2 separate regions of the Neogale vison genome follow, and region 2 is linked to region 1. A link is a contact called in public Hi-C data. All regions are on one chromosome and are shown on one strand. Each heading gives the region's core, a stretch centred on a gene start, on an enhancer-like site or on the middle of the called end of the contact. The rest is flanking DNA. Distances are from core to core; before and after follow the strand shown.

What was found. A called contact is a pair of places that touch in the nucleus more often than the background predicts.
Region 2: a contact with region 1 is called in a Hi-C map of fibroblasts, with 8 times the contacts expected there. The contact joins the enhancer-like site here to the promoter of ZEB1 in region 1. A contact is called at or near these places in 2 of 3 Hi-C or Micro-C datasets (fibroblasts and muscle).

What each region holds. Positions count from the first base shown.
Region 1 is chr12:118,107,776-118,112,392 of ASM_NN_V1, reverse strand. ZEB1 (zinc finger E-box-binding homeobox 1) reads left to right here and starts at 2,305. Exons shown (of 9, transcript XM_044228912.1): 1 at 2,305-2,391. The coding sequence starts at 2,334.
Region 2 is chr12:118,624,477-118,628,887 of ASM_NN_V1, reverse strand. All of the region lies in intron 2 of LOC122891751 (a long non-coding RNA gene), which reads right to left. Among named protein-coding and RNA genes, the nearest start is that of SVIL, 160 kb to the left of the region's middle. Within about 2 kb of position 1,572, the one cell type or tissue checked has open chromatin away from gene starts, as enhancers often do. A contact at or near this core is called in fibroblasts, where this site is marked.

The DNA of each region.
Region 1 (4,617 bases), core at 1,056-3,555:
TGTCTCTTTGATTTTAAGAGAGGATGAATATTAAAGGAAGCTTAGTAGGGAGGTATAGGACAGGCACTTCAGAAAGAGAAAAGGACAGGAGCAATACTGCCTAAGTTTAAGAGTAGATAGAATGTGTGTTATACACTTTCTACTTAGAAAGTATTTTTTTTCCCTTTCTGACTGGAAATTAGGGTAGCTATATAAAAAAAAAAGTTGTGTGTTGTGGGAGGAATTGCTGGACTCAGAAGGCAACTGAAGAACACTGTACAGCTTTTAGGAGGTAGGAAAAAATTACTGCTTGAACCAAGCAAAACATGGACATGGTTCTGGTTCTGACATACACAAATGCAGTTAACATGGTATTAAGGAAATTGAGGACTGCCTGTTCTTAAAATGATCATTAAGAGTAATGATTCTGGTTTTGGCATGAGGATGAGTAGATATATAGACATAATGTATAGCAAAGAATATTTACAGTCACATTTCATGCACTAATAAATAATGCATTCACTTCTCTAAATGCCAAAGAAAATGTGGGAGAGAAAATTTTCATCTATATTCAGGATTAAACTTTCTAATTTTGAATTACCAGACTTCAGATGTAAATTTATTTCAGTTGAAAGGTTTGAAGAGATTATTAATGGATCTTCTAAACTTCTAGAGTGTTTAAAAGATGATTTTAATATAATAATCTTGCCATAGGCATGGCAAAAATTACAAATTTATTGAGCACCTACAATGTGACAGCACTGTGCTGGGTGACTTATTTCTAATACTCTAAGTCACATTTCAGTTTTCTCAATTTCTCTATCAGTAACTTTTAAAAAATCTTTTATTTATATATTTGACTGAGACACAGCGAGAGAGGAAGAAACACAAGCAGGCTTCCCGCTGAGCGCGGAGCCTTGTGAGGGGCTCAACCCCAGGACCCTAACTAAGATCAGGGCCCCAGCTGAAGGTAGACGCTTAACAACTGAGCCACCCAGGCTTCCCTCCATCAGTAACTTTTACATTGTTAATTCACAGCTAAATTACTTGAAATACAGCTCATTTATTCTATAAAGCTGGTACCAAAGACATGGCCTCATCTGAACGGGGCAGAGGGATGGCTGGGAGGGAAAGCTAAATCCTACTCAATACGGAAGACCTGACTTTCTTATTTGTAGTGTTATCTATATGGTCTTTCAGAAATCCCCAAACTTGTATAAAGTGAGAGACTTGAGATAAGATCGGCAATCTATCAATTTCAAAGACATTTGTCAGCCCTTGTCTCTTGCCTTAAGGTCCTATTCAGCGATAACTGCCCATTTAGGTAGTAAATCATGGCCCCTTAGTACCTTAACTCTACGTCTCAGCGCCTCCGCTCTCCGTCTACTCTAAGGGGAAAGCAGGGAGGAGGGCCCACAGCTCGGCGGCGGGGCGGGGGAGGCCGAGGTGACAGCAGGTGAGAGCCTGGTGCGGATGAGGAAGTGAGACAGGGGCCGTGTGGGTATTACTCATTCTGCTTCACCGCCGGTGTTGCCTGCAAGAGGAACTTCTCGCCTCTCTTTCGGTCCAGCTGAAGTTTTATCTAATTGAAGCCACTTCCCATCCCTGCTTGCTTGGGGGAAAACCGTGCGTCCGTGTCAGGCAAGGGAGTCAGAACTGCGGGGTCAGGTAGTCTCTCCGTGACGCCGCGTGTCCTCGCCGTCAGAGGCCGAGCTTCCCAAATCAGTCCCTACGGTTCCCCGAACCTGCCCTCCCTCCACGCTTGGGAACTCCCCGGGTAGCCCAGAGCACGACCCTCTCCCGCGCCCCAAGATGCGCTGAGAGAACACACGCTGCGTGGGAGCGGAGCCCAACCTTGACCAAGCCGGAGGACAGGTTGCTCCGGTCACTGCAAGGGGGCACCTCTGAGAGCACCGGGTCCTGAGAGCGATCAGCCAGACCCGTCCGCGCCCCAGGCAGCCGCGGCGGGTGTGGCCAGTTCAAGAAACACAACGCTGCTGAGCCTCCTACTTTACCTTTCTCACTCCAACTGCCTGCCGCCCTTCAGACCGCGTCTCCACAGTTTCCCAACGCCCCCCTCCCCCATCCCACGACACCTGAGGGAAACTTTTCCCTCTCCCCTCAATTCAAACTCTGCTGCTTCTACGGTTGCCGCAAACCGTCCTCTCCCTAGCAACGAGGTTCCGGCCGTAGAGCGAGCGGCTCTAGGTGTAAGGAAGGTGATGTCGTAAAGCCGCGAGTGTCGTAAACCAGGTGCGGTGGGGAGGGGGGAGGGGTGGAGGCGGAGGGGTGGGGGGGAAGGGGGAGGGAGGGGGAGGAGGTGACTCGAGCATTTAGACACAAGCGAGAGGATCATGGCGGATGGCCCCAGGTGTAAGCGCAGAAAGCAGGCGAACCCGCGGCGCAATAACGGTGAGTGGCGGAGGGGACCGGGGAGCAGCGGAGTCAGGGGGAGCCGGGCAGCCGGGGCGCCCCCGGGGGTGAGGGGGGCGAGCCGGGCTGGGGGCGGCCGGGGCAGAGACGGGCAAAGTGGAGTGGGAAAGTAGAAAGTAGTGCTCTCTGCCCCCCTCCGCTGCTGCCGCTGCCGGAGCCGCGCCGCGGCCGCTCGCTCTCCCTGAACCGTTATGTCTCTTACCTGGTCTCTCTCCGCCTAGCGGCTCCTGCCGCCCCTGCCGCCTCCTTGGACCGTTAGCCGCCGCATCCCCGGCGCAGGGCGGGCGGCCGGGACGCGGCCGGCCACTTTTCTGGTCCCGGGTGGAGCGGCTGTTGCTTCTTTTCGCACTTTTCCCCACTCTTTTGCCCCTCGGCGCCTCCCCTCTCCCCCTCCTCTCAGCCCCCTCCGCGTTATTCTCCCTCAGCGCGGAGGCCCCCGGGAGCCGAGGAACAAACTTGTGGCCGGCGCTGACCGTGCAAAGTGGCTTCCGCGCGCCGCGGCCCCGGCCGGCGCCGTCGCTCGGGCCCCGCGGCTCCAGCCGGGCTGGGCTGCGGGCGCTCGGCGGGCGGCGGCGGCGGCGGCGGGACGCGGCGGCCGCGGGCTGCGTGTCGTCCGTGCGCGCGTGTGCGCGGGCGCCGGCGGTGCGCGCCGCTGGCGGACCGGGCTCGGCCCGCGGCGGTAAAGTTGTGACCGGCCGGCGAGGCGCGCTCGCGGAATGGGGATTAGCGGAGCGGAGGCGCGGGTCCCTAAGCGCCCCTCCTCCCCCGCGCCTCGGGCCACTATACCGCGGGCTCCCGGCTGGGGACGCCGAGGCGAGCCCCGCGAGTGAGGTCCACATTCGGTGGGGAGCTGGTGGGGCGGCAGAGGAGATGGGGCAGGAGCGGGCACCTACTTGCTGCTGTGGGAGATCTGTGGATGGCGGCGAGCTGGGCAGCGGGTGTGTTTGTGGAGTTGTTACCTGGTCTTAGAGACAGGGAAGCACCACAGACAGATCCCCCCTCCCCGGGGGAGACTCCTTCTCCGCGTTGGGATGGGGTTCTGTGCGTACGCTTCTCATTTTTCTCTTTCGGTTTTTGGGGAAGTTGTTACCTGGGCCGGACGCACGGAGCGCTGAAGCCGGATAATGGAGCTTGGATGGCGCTCTTGGTCTCGGGTGGAAGGAGGGTGGGGGAGGGGGCAGACGGACCGACGGACGCACGGGTCTGCTGCTGTCGCTGCAGCTGCAGTGTTTATTGATTTGTGCTGAAGTGCCGGGGCAATACACACCCCTCTGCCTGGCATGAGAGTTAAAAATAAATAAATAAATAAATAAATAAGAAAAAGAGACAGCAAGAGAGAGCGAGACCCGAACATGTGGTTGTTGTTGCACAGTCGCCTTTTCCAGTTTGGAGAGACGTTGTAAGTTGATTGTATTTCTGCTTATCTTGGGGGCGATTCTGTGCTTTCTCTCCCTCTTGTTCAGCAGCGAAATGTCTGCTGATTGTTATTGTCTGGACAGTTCCTGTGGCGAGAGGGGCGAGACTTCTCCGCCCGGGGGCGGCGGTAGCGCGGGGCGAGGTCCCCCGCCCGCGCCGGCCGGGTACCTGTTTGTATAATAATGGGCGGCAACGGCCCTGCCGCTGGCTGCAGCCGAGTCTATATAAGGAATTACACGTACATTTCGGACCGAGGGGCTCATTTTGGTTCCTACGTTATTTTTGAAACGAGTTTTTAACTGTAGGGAAATAAATGCACCTATAATGGGAACGCTGTTTCTTCCAGAAAATGAGGAAATGCGTGTTTAAGTAAAAACTCTCTCGCGCTGCCCCCGCCCCACCCCCAGCTCCTGGGCTCCCTTTCTCCCTCCCCTCTGGGATGCGAAACGCGAGGTTTTGTAACCTTTCCTGGCAATTTTAGATTTTGTGTGGGATTTCCTGTCTAGAAGCAGATACGAAGATTTTTAGCTGTTTCAAGATGTTTCCTTCCAATCGTAAAAATATTTTTAATATATTTGAGCCGACATTAAAATCACTGCCTTCGTGATGATTTTAGCTATACAAATAAACATTTGCGTTTTAAAGACGTCTGTTAGTTATGATTGATAACTAATATTTAGTATCGTCATTGTGGAGAGATGACTTGTTACAGCAAGGAGCGGAGCATAGGCTATTGCAATTTTAATTTCCTGTTTTAGCGTCAAATAGTGTGCTATATTGAGCTGTTGC
Region 2 (4,411 bases), core at 323-2,822, 520 kb before region 1:
GAGGTGTGGCTGCTGAGAGAATGAAAGGCAAAGGCTGGAGTTGGGGGGCCCATGGGGTACCAGGAGGACAGAGGGACCTACTGTGGGGAGAGGCGGGGGCAGGGGAATGGAGCCAGGCCTCAGGGAGCCAGCAAAGAGTTTGGAGCTAATGCTGAAACAGGTCTTGGCAGGGTGGTCCCTGGTCCCAAGCGTGGGGGTTAGAGTGTGCCCACAGGCTCAGGTGTGGACATCTATTCGGGATGGGACTAAAGGACCCCTGTGACCTGGAGGAGAGGCCTTCCCTGGCTTCCACCAGCGGTTCTGACAGAACTCCAGCCTGTCAGAGCGGACCACAAAAGCTGCCTCAGAGAGAGAGGTGCTGTGTATTCAAACTTCAGTGAGGACTACGTGGGCTGTGGGCCACCTGCCTGCCCTACATGGACCCAGGCCATGTTCTGGGCCTCACTGTGCTCAGAAGCTGTGACAAATGACTTCTCCCTTAAGACTGGCCAGTTATCACAGGAGCCATTGTCCTTGTCCCCTGACCTTCCAAAGCCAAATGAAAAGTCTTTACTTAGGCCTCTTCCTGGTTCTGAGGCGGAGGTGACAGAGGTGTTTGCTCTAACCACCATCTGGGGAGTCAGGATTTCCTGAGGCAAGGGGCAAATGCTTCACACTCCTACTCCTCAGGAAATCCGCCCCAAGAGGCAACGAAAAAAAAAAACAAAAAACACCCATTGGGTCATTAGTCTATTTTTATTCTATGTGGCCTGACCTGATGCTTATCTGCCTGTACCTCCATCTACCTGTGAGGATTTCAACATGATGTGTGTTCAGGAAGATGTTCTGAGAACTTCCAGCTTATGAATTCTGGGGGACTATTGACAGAGCTCAGATGGGCTAATGGGTCCTTAGCCTTGGGGCGGGGTACCAGGTTGGGCAGCTTCTGAGAGCACCTGGTGACTGGCCTCGTGAGCTCTAGAACAGGCCTTTTTCATTTCTTGCTATTTTAGTGACCAGACCTTTCTCCCACATAGCAACAAGCCACCCACTGAGTCATTCATAGAGTGGTTCACACATTTATGCAGAAATACTAACTGTTGCCATGAGCAGGGTTCTTTGCCCAACGTGGGATCTCAGCGAGATCTCGGAGTGAAGAAGCCAACAGCGCACAGACCCAACCCTATAAAGCTCTCCTGAGCTTGTGGGAGGTTGTGCCACATGCCACGAAGGGCCACGCATCTAAACCGTGGATGTGATCCCCAAGCACAGAAGTTTAGTTAAGTCAAGTGAGGAGAGCGGGTTATCAGTCATCTCACCGTGCTAAGGAAAATGCCTGTCGACTTTCTGAGTTTGCTTCTATAGTGCAGATGGCCTGGCTGGCCGCCTGAGGCAGGGCCTCTTGCCGGGTGCCATGGAGGCCGGCTGCCGGCAGAGGGGGCCTCAGGCCCATCTGGGGAGCCAGCTGTACGCAGAGGTGCGTGTTTGTGCTGCTGAGCGAGGCCAGAACACACTAGAGGATGAGTTGATCAGAACACCATTTGGCTCGGTCCCCACTCGCCGGACTGACGGAGACTTAAGTCCACGATGAAGTCACTTACAATGGAAAGTGCCTGGCAATGAGCAGAGATTACAAAACCAGAGGAAAGGAAACTGCAGGCGGGAGGGGCCCACGGGGACCAGGAAGCCCTGCTTTTTCTTAGAGCCGGCATCTGAGCGGGTGCCAAAGGCCACGGGGCTCACGCTGGCCATCGGAAGTTCCGACCCGGCTCTGGTCTTCGTACCGGGTTGAGGATGGTCATCCTGAAGCTGGAAGGGTCTCTAGAGGATGGAGAGTGACGCCTCCAGGAGGGCTGGCCCTGCAGGCTGGCAGTCCACCCGCACTACTTGATAGCCTGCTGCAGACCTGAAGCGCTGGAGCCATTTGGTACACAGAAGCGGGGACCATGCAGGCGAGGCTGAGATCCCCTCTCCAGGGAGCCGTGCCATCCAGAGGCGGAGATGTGACAGCTTAGGAAAATTAAATGTGACTGCCGAGCCGTGCCTGCGTTATGTGGCCCCAGCAGGGGGCCTGCAGCTTCCATGGCTCTTGGGTCTGGAGACGGTGCCCAGAGGGAGAGTGGGACAAGAAAATGCTGTGACAGTCTCGCGTTTAGGAAGGTGCTCACCAAACACTAAAGCAGCCCCTCGACCCTCCAGCTCAACTCAGGTGAGGCCCTGCCTCTGCACCCCTGCACGCAGCAGGACCTGGGGTCTGCTGGAGAGAGAGGTCATTCAGATGGGGTTTCTGTTCCTTCCTTCCAGAAGGGGCTGGGAGCCTGCAGCCTCCTTCATGCGTGTGGGGAGCGTGTGCAGAGCCAGGATGGCTTGGAGCGGGCTTGGTGCCAGTTACAGGCCACACGGGCCACCCCCATCTCTCTTCCTGCCCCTACCTGAGCTCAGCCCACCAGCTTGGCCCCAAGGCCCTGGGTGTCTGCCCTGACTGCGTTCTCAGGTCTAGCTTTACTGGGAGGTCCCGGAGCTGCCACGGAGCACAGAACAGCTGCCCGGGCCCAGCCCTTCCCCACCCCTAAGGGATGGCACCGGAGCCTTGGCAGCCTAGGCCGCTTTTGCCTGGGATATTATGTAGATAATAATCATTTATTCACCAGTCATAACAACGAACTGTGGCCCATGAGGACTCAGAGCTGATCTGATGAGCAGCAGGCAGCAGGCCTAATCAGAAACTCAATATTCTCTACCTTTCTTTTCTATTAACGATCCAAACGCTTTCCCTGCAGCGTGCTGAGCCCAGGAATGAGACTGTGGGGGTGCAGTCAGCCTGGCGGCCCTCCGCCTTCCTGGGTACACCCTCCACCACCTCCCGGCCTCCCATCCCAGTGCAGGGAAGGACTCCCAGGCCCACAGCTCGGAAGCCGGGGCCGCCGGCAGCCGTTTGGTCCGGTGTCTTCCATCACCTCTCCACAGCTGCCCGAGATCCTCTTCGCCCACCTGTTTAACCACCACCCAGGTCTTTCAAACAAAGCTGCGCTAGCTTCTAGGGTTTTTGTGAGAGTCAAGTCTAAGGGCAAGTCTCTTACTATTTTTGTGTCCTTTCCTTATTTTTTAAAAAGACTGCTTCACCATTTGCTGTCTGGGCCACCCAGGGCCTAATTGTAAAGGAGATGAACTATGGCCACACTCCTCTCCTTGCTCCTTTCTTTCCTCCTGCTTGTCAGCACCCCTTTGTCCTCCAGGAAACTGGCCCACAGACTCTTGAAAGTACACCCATCCTGGGGGAATTTGCGCTTCACAGTCTAGGAGACCACCCAGCTCCCACAAATGCTACCGATACTTCTAGATTGGAGAGCCGTGTGGCGCTGCTTCCTGGGCCCTTTGCATCACAGCATTTGGAATATTCTGGAGGCCTCTATTATAGGCCCACTGGCAACGTCTGCCCACCTCCTGCTGTCTGAGCTGCCCTCCCTCCCTTCATCTCCTTGGCCTGTTAGCCTGAAAATGGGGTGTCCACTGCTTTTATCTCGGTCCCAGGCTCCAGACTTGCCTTCCCACACATGTACTAACATGCTAAGATGCCAGGTCACAGTTTCGGGAAGGCTCCATGTTGAGAGAACATTCCTTCCCCTCTGACTCTGCAAGGCCAGTATGGAGGCTTCTGCATTCTCTCAATGCTGGGCCCCTCCCCCATGGCCCTGGGCCTTGGAGAGATGTTTGGAGGGTCTTCTGGGCAGTCCCACCCCGCCAGTGTGCTGACTGAAAACAGGCCTCCGATCTGCTGGCCTGAGGCAGGGATCCACCTGGGAGGGTCGGGGTGTTCGGGAAAGGAGCAGCCGTGGTCGAGGGGGGCCAGCGTGTGCCGGCGGTGTGCAGACTTGGCCGCCGGAGTTCTGAAGGTTCGCAACTCATGGGAAAATGCCGGCGCTGTTTACCCCCCAGCCACTAGACGGTGGAGCAACATATACGTACCGGGTGGCGATCTTTGCAGGGAAGTTTCTGCAGAAGCCTGACATGTGGAAGAGCCCGAGCGGGCAGCAGGAGCTACCACGGATGGACTGGAAGCGGTGGTGCCTGGAGGAGGCCTCCCTACTCCTGAGCTCCCCCAGGTCCCGCACACTAGAGGGGCTGCACCTGTTCAGCCCTCGGGGAAGCCGGTCCGAGGGGATTGTCTTGTACAGCTGAAGTTTAGCTGCCAATGAGGGTCTCGCTCCCGGCAGGCTCCTGGGGGTGAGCTCCGAGCAGCTCTGAAGAGGGGCTGAGAGGAGCATCAAGCCAACTCTGAGCACCTGCGAGAAGCTGCCTAGGGATTTCCATTGTTTCTGTCCCCTCCCCTCCAGCCCAGGCACCACTGCCTCTCGTGACTCTTCCTTGGGGGTCCTGCTAAAGGCAGTGGGGGTGTAGGGCTTGGCTCAGAGACTGTCAGCACCCCTCCTGA